Regions from separate parts of the Mus musculus genome. Here region 2 is linked to region 1. The links are chromatin contacts, called in public Micro-C maps. All regions are on one chromosome and are shown on one strand. The core of a region is the stretch at or near the end of the contact, and the rest is flanking DNA. Distances in the headings are between cores, read along the strand shown. Region 1 has its middle 78 kb from the start of Gm32305. Region 2 overlaps Tbca (tubulin cofactor A).

The links. A called contact is a pair of places that touch in the nucleus more often than the background predicts.
Region 2: a Micro-C map of granulosa cells shows a contact between it and region 1, with 1.7 times the contacts expected there. The contact joins two enhancer-like sites. A contact is called at or near these places in 1 of 484 Hi-C or Micro-C datasets (granulosa cells), 3 of 115 datasets of contacts at active chromatin or transcription factors (embryonic fibroblasts and embryonic stem cells) and 3 of 9 other capture datasets (adipose tissue, liver and pancreatic islet).

What each region holds. Positions count from the first base shown.
Region 1 is chr13:94,616,312-94,621,337 of GRCm38.p6, forward strand. No RefSeq gene overlaps it. Among named protein-coding and RNA genes, the nearest start is that of Gm32305, 78 kb to the right of the region's middle. Within about 2 kb of position 3,365, at least 2 of the 459 cell types and tissues checked have an H3K27ac peak or open chromatin away from gene starts, as enhancers often do. A contact at or near this core is called in granulosa cells, where this site is marked.
Region 2 is chr13:94,803,687-94,808,818 of GRCm38.p6, forward strand. The region is part of intron 1 of Tbca (tubulin cofactor A); the gene reads left to right. Among named protein-coding and RNA genes, the nearest start is that of Tbca, 17 kb to the left of the region's middle. Within about 2 kb of position 3,280, at least 31 of the 459 cell types and tissues checked have an H3K27ac peak or open chromatin away from gene starts, as enhancers often do. A contact at or near this core is called in granulosa cells, where this site is marked.

The sequences.
Region 1 (5,026 bases), core at 2,115-4,614:
TCTATAGCACTTGATTGGCCACTTCCTTTGTCATACAGAAGCATTTGGGTTCCATGGAGATTCCATTTGTCAGCTGTTAGTATCAGTCCCTGGGCTACTGGAATCTTATCTAGAAAGCCCTTCCATGTGCCTATAACTTGGAGTGAAGGCCCTTCTTTTTCCTCTAACAGTTTCAGAGTGTCAGGTCGTAGGATGAGGTCCTTGATCTATTTGGAGTTGAGTTGCCTGCAAGATGCTGGGTTACCTCCCTCTAAGACACTTGTCAGAGAGATCCATGAGGCACCCAAAATAACTTAGGCTATTATCCATTACTCCTGGGTGCCAACCATGACTAGAGGGTAAGACCCTTTTGCTGAAGACCCCACACACTTCAGAAACAGAACACACAGAAATCAGTTTAGAGACGACCAGAAAACTCACCTGCCAGCTCACTCAGCCTGTGCAGGCTGCTGGAAGAGAAAGGCATCTTGTGGACTCCCCCAGCACCGGCCCCTGCATGCCCCAATACCGACACACCAGACAAGATGTGCCCACTCGTGAAATAGTGACAAGACTGGAGAAACCAACTGCTCTCCTGATTACAACTGACTCATGCCCCACTGGAGGGGACTTAACGTCTGGTTACACAAATACGGTTGAAGCCGGTAGCTATGGAAATGATAGCCCCCACTGACAGCAAGGGCAATTGATGTTGTCTTTCTAACTATTGCTGTCTGTTAAGTATTTATGTTTTCGTCTCACAGTTGTGCTGCTCCGGACCTTGGTCAGAGAAACTTCTTACTACAGTGGGTAGTGGTTCCTACAAGAGACTACTCAAGTACCTAAGGAACTGTGATTGCTCAGCGGTAGAATATCTAGCTCAACCTCCTCTGCGAAGCTCAGGGGATATTGAAGAAGGGTGGGGAGAAAGAACATAAAAGCCAGACTGTGGGGAGAGGTGTTGTGAGTGAAATGCTGTCCTCTGACACAACATGGCTGCTGCACACATGAGCTCACCGATGCTCTGTTTGCCTACACAGGATCTACCCAAGGTCAAGCCAGTCCAAACCTCCGCATAGGTCGGGGCAGGGTGCTCCCAGGGCCTCACCTCCAGTGGCAGAGCTGCATGCACAGGGGCGGCGCTAATGGGACTCAATGAGTCAAAAAAAATTAAACAAATAAATAATTATAAAATGGGAACATAAAGCTGGGAGGGAGACTTGATGGGGATGTTGGGGGGAGGGGAACGGTGGGGTGAGTGAGAGACAACATGCCTTGGAGATGTTTAGGGCATTTTTAAAGATTAAAGGGTTTTGTTGTTGTTTTCTTTCTCTCTCTCTCTCTCTCTCTTTCTTTCTTTCTTTCTTTCTTTCTTTCTTTCTTTCACCAAACACTTAAAAAAAAAAGACTTTATTTATATGGATATACTGTAGCTGTCTTCAGACACACCAGAAGAGGGCATCAGATTCCATTATAGATGGTTGTGAGCCACCATGTGGTTTCTGGGAATTGAACTCAGGACCTTTGGAAGAGCAGTCAATGCTCTTAACCTCTGAGCCATCTCTCCACCCCCCCCCCAAGATTAAAGGTTTTCATTTTACAGAATTACTTTTGATATGGCAGTGCATCTAGGGATGTTAGATCACCTTGGGGGAATCAGACTACTTATCTTCAGGAAGCGAATTAAGTACTTCCACTCTCTAATATAAATTTTAGTTTTTCTCAAAATGCAGACAGTTACATTTTTCTCTTCACAAATGACCCTTTTGAGTGTAACTACAAAATAATTCCTTTAAAAACACCCAAATTTAAATTTTATCTAAACCTATTCTCAAAATGACCTAAGCCTTTGCTTTGACTTGGTTTGATCCTCGCTCCTTCATAGACACCAAAAGAAGGACGAGGGTCCCTGGCTCCAGTCACTCCGGTTTTGTGTGTATTTGTGTATGAATCTCTTCTTTACAGCAGCAGCAAACAAGCTCTTTGTGGCTGCATCCATGGTCTGCAAAGTAAATTGCAGAAAGCTCCGGAAGTCTGCCTACATCCTCATAGTGACTGTTTAAATCCATTACTTTCTTTTTTAATCAAATCAGTGTTGTGTCAAAATACACGGTTCTCGCCATGAATCTCCCCAGCTTGTTACAGGTCACCGGTTGCACCTTGAAAATGTTTGCTCTCCTAAGCATCTTCTCCTCAGCCTCCAGTTAAATTGCTCCACACCAAGCCTGATCATTTTTTTCTATATACACGGAATTCTAATTAATACAAACAAGATGGCAAAGGGAACAGGTACATTACAAAGAAGGGCGGTGGAAAGGCCCAGCTGACAGGCACACGGTGCCTGTTTTAAATAAGACGAGCATTTAACACAGAAAAAAATTATTCTAATTACATTCAGAAACTACAACCAAAAGCAAGCCTGAAAATCCTCTACCTCAGAAATGCTGTGAGATTTTTTTTCCTGCTTTAAGAAATATCTTATATGAAGCCACCGGAGGGCCGGTAAGGGAAATGGTAATTGTGTTTAAACAGCCAACATTTCACTAGCATAAAGTATTTGTACAAGCTTTTAAACATGGAGTTGAGCGCCAGAGGCTATCTTCATTGTTTAATGTATTAAGTAAATAAAAATGTATCTACGACGTGGACACACAATTAGTTTTGAGTTATTTATCCCGGAGTTTGTATGGCTTAGAAAAACTCCATCTTCTTGGGCTGTTGCTGTCCTAATGCGTTTAACTTCAGCCATCAGCTATGATTAAACACCTGCTGTTGTGGGGAAACAAAGCGCACTAATCCAATATGTATTTCTGACATCTTAAATATCACCCAGTCCCCCGACATCAGGTACAGCTTTTCGGCGGGATGGAATTCCACAGCATATTTTTCTAATTTATGGATGGACAATAAATCAAAATTAAGCCTTGGGCAATGAAATATACATCAGTGCAAAATGAACTGACTGCAAACGAGGGCCCTGCACAGCCTGGGGGAAAAGGATGCATTAATGGAATCCTAAGCTGCAACACTGTTTGGAATTAAGGAAGTTTATTTCGCATTTTGTCCCAATAAAAGCAAGATGCAAAGGCAGAAAAGGAGAAGCTTTGTAATTTTTATTTTTATTTTTTATTATACACAGCACTAAGACGAGCAGGGTTTCTGGTTTGTTTTGAAAGAAGAAAAGACATTGTTTTGGAATATTGGCATGTGGGTGGTTTAAAAACAATCCTCTATCTCCACTGTTTTTTCTTTTTCTTTTTTTCTTTTCAATATTCAAGGTTTGAAGTGGCTGGTGTTTTGCTTTTTTGGAAGACTAAACAAAGGCCAGTCAGTCTCTCTTCTGAGATACACCAGGAGGGAAGACAACCCATCCGTGCCAGATGGGGTGGGGTGGAGACTGTCCAGTGTGAAATAAGTCTCCTACAATTGACCTCGAGTGACTTGGAGAAGAGAGGTGACCCAGCGCTTTGTTCTCATCAAATCCCCCTGGAGCCTCATGTTTTGGGCCAGGCCTGGCTCTGTTCATCTCTCTGTTCACCCTAGACTCTTAAGATAAAGTTGGGGTTACACACTGGCTCATCCCTCACCCTGTTCCCCGCCAATCACCACCTGACTAGAACACAGCTTGCTAGGGCAGTCCTTACGTGTATCAAGTAAAGTGTTATGTGAATGCTAGGCTCTTAACAAACATCTCTTGAATTCTCATAACATCTCTGTAAACGGGACAAGGTACAAATACTATTCAAACATTAGGGATGGGGACTGGGGTCCATAGCCAAACTGAGAGCTTTGTGTGATGCTGCGATTGTGTGTGTGTGTGTGTGTGTGTGTGTGTGTGTGTGTGTAGGGAGTAGTGTGTGTAAGGGGTGGTGTTTGTGTGTGTGTATAGGGGTAGTGTGTGTGGGGGGGTGGTATGTATGTGGGGTGGTGGTGTTGGTGGTGTGTGTGTGTGTTGGTGAAAAATAGCATACCAGTATACCACTAAGTATATCCCCACCTTCCATTTTAGTTAATTAAAAAAAGTTATAAATATAATAAAAATCCAGACTTTGTTTGCAACACTGCACATTATCAAACAAAATAAAATAGAATCCTTTAACACTACCTTTACCATTATAATATCCTATGCTTTCCAAAATTCACAAATAAGACCTTCCCACTTACCAGACATCATGCAAAACTCTGAGGACTCAGTGCATACACACACACACACACACACACACACACACACACACACACAGAGTTGGGGCTCTCGCTTGTTGAGTTGAGTGTGGAGAACACTAACTTTGGAAGAACAATAGAAGAGTATGCAGAACGAGGGGCAAAGCACCCCTGCCTGAGTCAGTGTTCTCTCTAGACACAGTCCATACAATGGTCCCTAAAGGCAAGTTCCCCTGGTGTTTGACCCTCCTTTCCACCATGGCAGCTTTTGAGAATCTTAGGTTTGCAGACTAACACCTGGTCTTTTGAGCTTCCAGAGGCCCGTGTGTCTAGAGGACAGTTACATCTAAGAGTCCACAGCTAATTCTTTTTGTTCTGTCTCTTGGCTGAGACATTAGTCAGGGCTCGCATGTAGGTTATATATATTTTTTCTTCACAGTGAGGTGAAATTCAGATAGCATACATTAATCATTTGAAAGTGAACAATTTATTGGACTTTAGTATATTTATAATATTGCACACCACCATGTCTGTCTAATTCAAAAACATTTCATTACCTGGAAGGATACACTATTCCTGCTAAGTGGTGACATCCTATTTCCTATCCTGTCCCAAGTCCTGGCAACCATTAGTCTACTAGACTCTATAGACTGCTGTCTTCTCTATGTCATCTGAAGGAACCATGTTATCACGTAACCTGTGCTTCTGGCTTATCTCACTGAGCATAACGTAACATGTATCAGTACCTGCTCCCTTCTTAGGCTGAATAATATTCTATTGTATGACCTGTTTATTAATTAGGGACCATTACACTGTAATGGATTTAACTGCCAGCTTCCTCCACTGTTCCTGTCCTTGGATGCCATAAGTGTTTAGTCACCACAGC
Region 2 (5,132 bases), core at 2,030-4,529, 190 kb after region 1:
TAGCCTTTTAGAGAATGACTAGCACTTTCATATTCATTTCCTGAGCCTTTGGTACATGAGTGAACTGTGAGAGACGCTTGCTGTGTCTGCTCCAGAATATTCGGAAGCCTGTGCTGCCTGCTGTAAGCCTAGATTCCCTGTGCTCTTGCTGTTCTTGGTGTCCCTGGAACTAGTTTTACTTGGCATTCATTTTGATTGCTATCAGTTCTGTGTAGAAGTTACATGAGGAATAGAGGTAGGCGTGCTTTTCTCCTCATGGAGACGGTTACATGCATGAAAGTCACGGTTCTTAGATTTGTTTTTTTTTAAAAAATTACTATAGGAAGGCTATAGGCTTTTCTTTTCAGTATTTTTCAGATCTCTATAATATTTTAAGTAATTGATTTACCCCAGAAAAGAATTCAATATCTGAAAATATTGCCCATGAATATATGTGTATATGAGGAGAGTTTACAAATTATAATTTTCTTAAAAATATTTTGTGACCTTTAATGCCAGTTCTCTGTAAGTTGGAGTACTGTCTTGAGTTTGTATTTATGTGCATTATTTTTATAGTATTTTAAAATAGATGTTTTATGTTATGATAATAATTCCAAATGTAATGCAAATAGAGAATTAGGTTAGACCAGCAAGATGCCTCAGCAGGTAAAGGAACTGTCAAGATTGACAACCTAAGTTCAATCCCTGAGCCCACATGGTGGGGGAAGGAGAGGACAGCCGGCCACGACTTGTCCTCTTCCCTTCACACGTATTCTATTGGCTTGCATATATGTATGTGTATACCAAAAATTAATTAAAAGCACTTTAAAACAAAGAATTAGCTTGATTTTTTTTTTTTTTTCCAAGAAGGGTTTCTTTGTGTAACAGAGCCCAGGCTGACCTGGAACTTGATTTGTAGGCCAGGCTGGACTTACTCACAGAGATTCACCTGCCTCAGCTCTGCCTCCCAAGTGCTAGGACCACCACCACACCTGATGAATTAGTTTGATCTTAGGAACAGTTTTATCTTGAAGAAGCTGATTGTATAAGTAAATGGTAGACATATCAGATGAAGTAGATGAAAATGTGTGATTTGAGTGAATTCAGAGTTTGGGGGCTTTGATAATTTCTTTTTAAGGATTTAAATCTCTTTAGTCTCATTCTGTCCTTTTGACTGACTTTTATTCATGTAGTAGCTGCCTTTATATGTTACTCTCATGAAAAATATAACAACACTACCACCGCAGGGAAACCTGTCTCCCTCAGTAGCTCTCACCTCTAGACAACAAGCATTTATGAGATCTCTTTGTTAGATCACTTTGGGCTTCATCTTTCGTCATTAGAGTTCCCTTTTAAAGTTCCATTTCTTGCCAGGCAGTGGTGGAGCGAGTCTTCAATTCCAGCACTTGGGAGGCAGAGGCAGGTGTGAGTTTGAGGCCAGCCTGGTCTACAGAGTTCTAAAACACTGAGAAACATTGTCTTGAAAAACCAAAAAAGTAAAAATAAATAAATAAAAATACATTGTGCATTTACCTGTGAGCTTTTGGTTGTTCTGTCACAACTTTCCCTCTGACCAATAGCGTTAGCTCCAGGTCTGTTTTCTGTAAGTCTCAGGTGGGTCATTGTCTTGCTCGGAGTTGCACACACTCAGCCCTGGCTCTCTTTCTGCTCAACAGAAACTGGTTTAAAGTGTGTGTGCAAAGCTTGATATTGAGACTTTATTACTGGTAATTCCTTTCAGATTTTAATTGGATTTTTTCTCTCCTGCTGAATCAGGATGACTGGTCTTGATTTTTTATTCCAGCCTATGTCTAGTGTGATCCAAGTCAGCTTTCTAGAAGTAGGAAGTTCTCTTCACTTTCCACCCACTGCCAGTTCCAGCTTCCTGACCCCTGACTTCTGACCTCTCTGCCTGAAGGAAGAGTAGTTCTATTTTGATATCCTTAAGTAAAATCATAGCACCTAATCTATGTCTATGCCCAAGTGGTACATTTTTAGTAGCATAGTACAAGAAACGAGAGCTATATGTATACAAATGCTTTTCTGTTGTTTCTTATCCATATTCAAAACTAAAAAGACAGAAAAGGAATGAAGAAATTCAACAAAAACCTAAAGCTGAAGAAAGTATTTATGAGAGACTGCCTGTGTAATTTATGTTATTGTGACCATTAGGGTAACAACTGAAAGACTTAGCCACAGTGATAATTTGACTTTTTATTTTTGAGACAGAGTCTCTCATGTATTCTAGGCTGGTCTGGAACTTAATAATTAGTCACGGATGCCCTCTGCTGCCTCTCAGGAGCTGAGATGAAAGGCCTGTGCCACATGCGTGTCTAGTTTGTGCAGTGGTAGAGTTCAAGCACAGGGTTGCTCAGAAATGTGGCAAGCACTCTTCCAGTTGAGTGACATCCCTCGGCCCAGCATTTGACTTAAGGTAATGAGTAGCATTAAAGTTAGTATGGAGCTTTAATTATTATTTTTTTAATTTTGGCTAAGATTGACATTTTAATTAGAATCAAATGTATACAATTATAACACTACTTCAAAATAGATATATCCTATAACGTTAAAATAAATACTTTTTCTGTATTACTTTTTATAATCAATTTTTTCAGTTCTGCTTGGCTACAATTTTGTAATTCAGAAATAATTGAAACAATAAAACATAATTTTGTTTGTTTTTAAATAATTTTGAGGTCTTGTTCTTAATCTGGGCTAGCTTGAAAACTCACTGTGTAGCCCAGACTGGGCTCAGAATCTCAGTTACCCCCTTATCTGAGCTTCTCCTGTGCTGAGATGAGAGGTCTGAGTCACCACACCACACACCACACTCAGTGAAACACATCTTAGCAGCAAGTTAGAAGTGTGGACAGGCTGCTGAAATGCCCAGTTGGGAACGAAGTGAGTGGAAACGCTGAGACGCTGAGCCGAGGGAAGCAGGAAATGTGAAGCCATCTAAAGTTAACCCTTTCCTCAGTGGCAGGTATACAGAAGCTCATCTTTCTTACAGAGTTAGGCATCTATCTCAGCCTTCAAAAAATTGCTCTGTCTTCCCCAGGGACACCTGTTTTCCAAGAGAACAATTTTGAACAGTTTGGGTGGGAAAAGGAATGAGATAAGAACTCGTGCCTCCCCACCGGCTGCTAATACCACAGCCAGCCGGTCCAGACTGTGGTACGTTTCCTGAGCCCAAGGTTGCACCACTGCATTTATTTCAGCAGCTGTTTATTGACCATTTACTTGTGGAAGACACTGTGCTTAGTGTTGGCTACCTTTCACCAGAGCTCTCTTGTTCAGTTTTTGCCAGCAGTAGCCCTCCCCCACCTGCCCTCTGCCCCCTGCCCCATACCAGCACAGTTCTGTCCTATTGTGAAAACTCAGAATGACGTCTTCCCTATTTTATGGCTACAACTGTGCAGTTAGGGATTGTTAACTACAGTATAGTGCTATTGTAATTAAACTAAGTTTGTGACCCAGAATTAACTCCAGTAGCAAAGCCAGTCTTTAAAATTGCACATATGTAGCATTGCTTTGAATTGCAACTAAGTAATATACAGCATATTATTTTGAAACCAGGTGATGAGAACAACTCAAGAAGTCAGTCACATACCACCTTTATAAATTACTTGGTGAATGCAATGGTTTCTACATTTAAATTCTCTCCTCGCTACCTGCCTCTTTTGATTTGGCAGCATACACAGGTATTGGAACAGCAGTGTTAGTTAATATGTTTAGCCTTCTTCCATTGTGATTACGTATATAAAAAAAATGTAATGAAGAAATTGAGTTTAACTTGCTTAAAGGCTGAAAGGGAGTAAGAGTACTCTTGAATGACTTGGTACCCTGGATATATATATCATTTTTTATAAAGGATGAAACTGGTTGTGGTGAGGTCATTGGTTGTAGAAAAATGATTACCACATTGTGTTCCTAGGAGCCAGTAGGGAAATGCAGGAGTCCTACAGTTAAGGAACAGAAAGCTAAGCGTGGTGCTATGACCCTGCAGGCCCAGCACTCAAGAGTCTAAAGCTGGAGAGTTGAGATTCAAGGCCAGTTTGGGGTATGCGCTGTGTGTTCTGGAGTCATAGAGCAAGTCTTTACTCAGAGAAGGAGAGACATTGGACATAACTAGTATCAGACTCACTCACCATGTTGATATTTTAAATATCATCATCTCAGCTCATTCTCTCCCTCTCCCTCTCCCTCTCCCTCTCCCTCTCCCTCTCCCTCTCCCTCTCCCTCTCCCTCTCCCTCTCCCTCTCCCTCTCCCTCTCCCTCTCCCTCTCCCTCTCCCTCTCCCTCTCTCATACACACACACACACACACACACACACACACACCACGTTTTGGGGAAAGTGTTTACTAATAAACCTAATCCAACCCCTGTTTAAAGCCCTAACCCAACCCCCATTTAATGTGTTTTAGGAAAATAAGTTATTTTCTTAAAGGTCAGTATATTTACTGAAACAATTGTATCTTATGAAGTACTCTGTAGATTTTTGTCTTGTCTTGTTTAGGTGACCAGGTCTCTAGTTGTGAAGTCCTTTAGTGTGTTATTGTCCCTCTGCCCCTACCCCAGGAACCTTTAACTTGCTACTGTGGTTCAAATGGAGGAGGGGGAGGGGCAGGAGGAAAGAGAGAGATGACTGCATAAAGTGCAGTTTAACCTCAAGTTTCTATTAACTGCTTATGTAGAGGAGCAGAGTTGGGCAGCATCTTGAATTTGAAACCCTGATCTTTAAAGGCTCAGTAGTGGGAAGGATTGGCAGGAAGAGTCAAAAGATGACAGCCTTCTGGAGAGCAGCATATTTCAAACTATTTTGATCCAAATCAGAGTAAGAAATACGTTTTATTTTGTGTTATGACAATGAATACAAATGTAGGCATATGTATAAAATTGAAACAAAATTCAATGGAATATTTTTGCTACACATGGTGCTCACTGGTATTTCAAATACTATTCTGTTCTTTTCCCACCAAGCACTAGAAGTCTGAGGAGGAGGATTGCTGTGAATTTCAGCTACTCCAGACTACATAATGAGTATAAAGCCAGCCTGAAAGGGTTACATAATGAATCTCTGTCTCAAAAAACAAGACAGAAACAAAAACCACAAAACCTAAGAAAAAGAGCCAATTGTGTTTGCAACTCACCA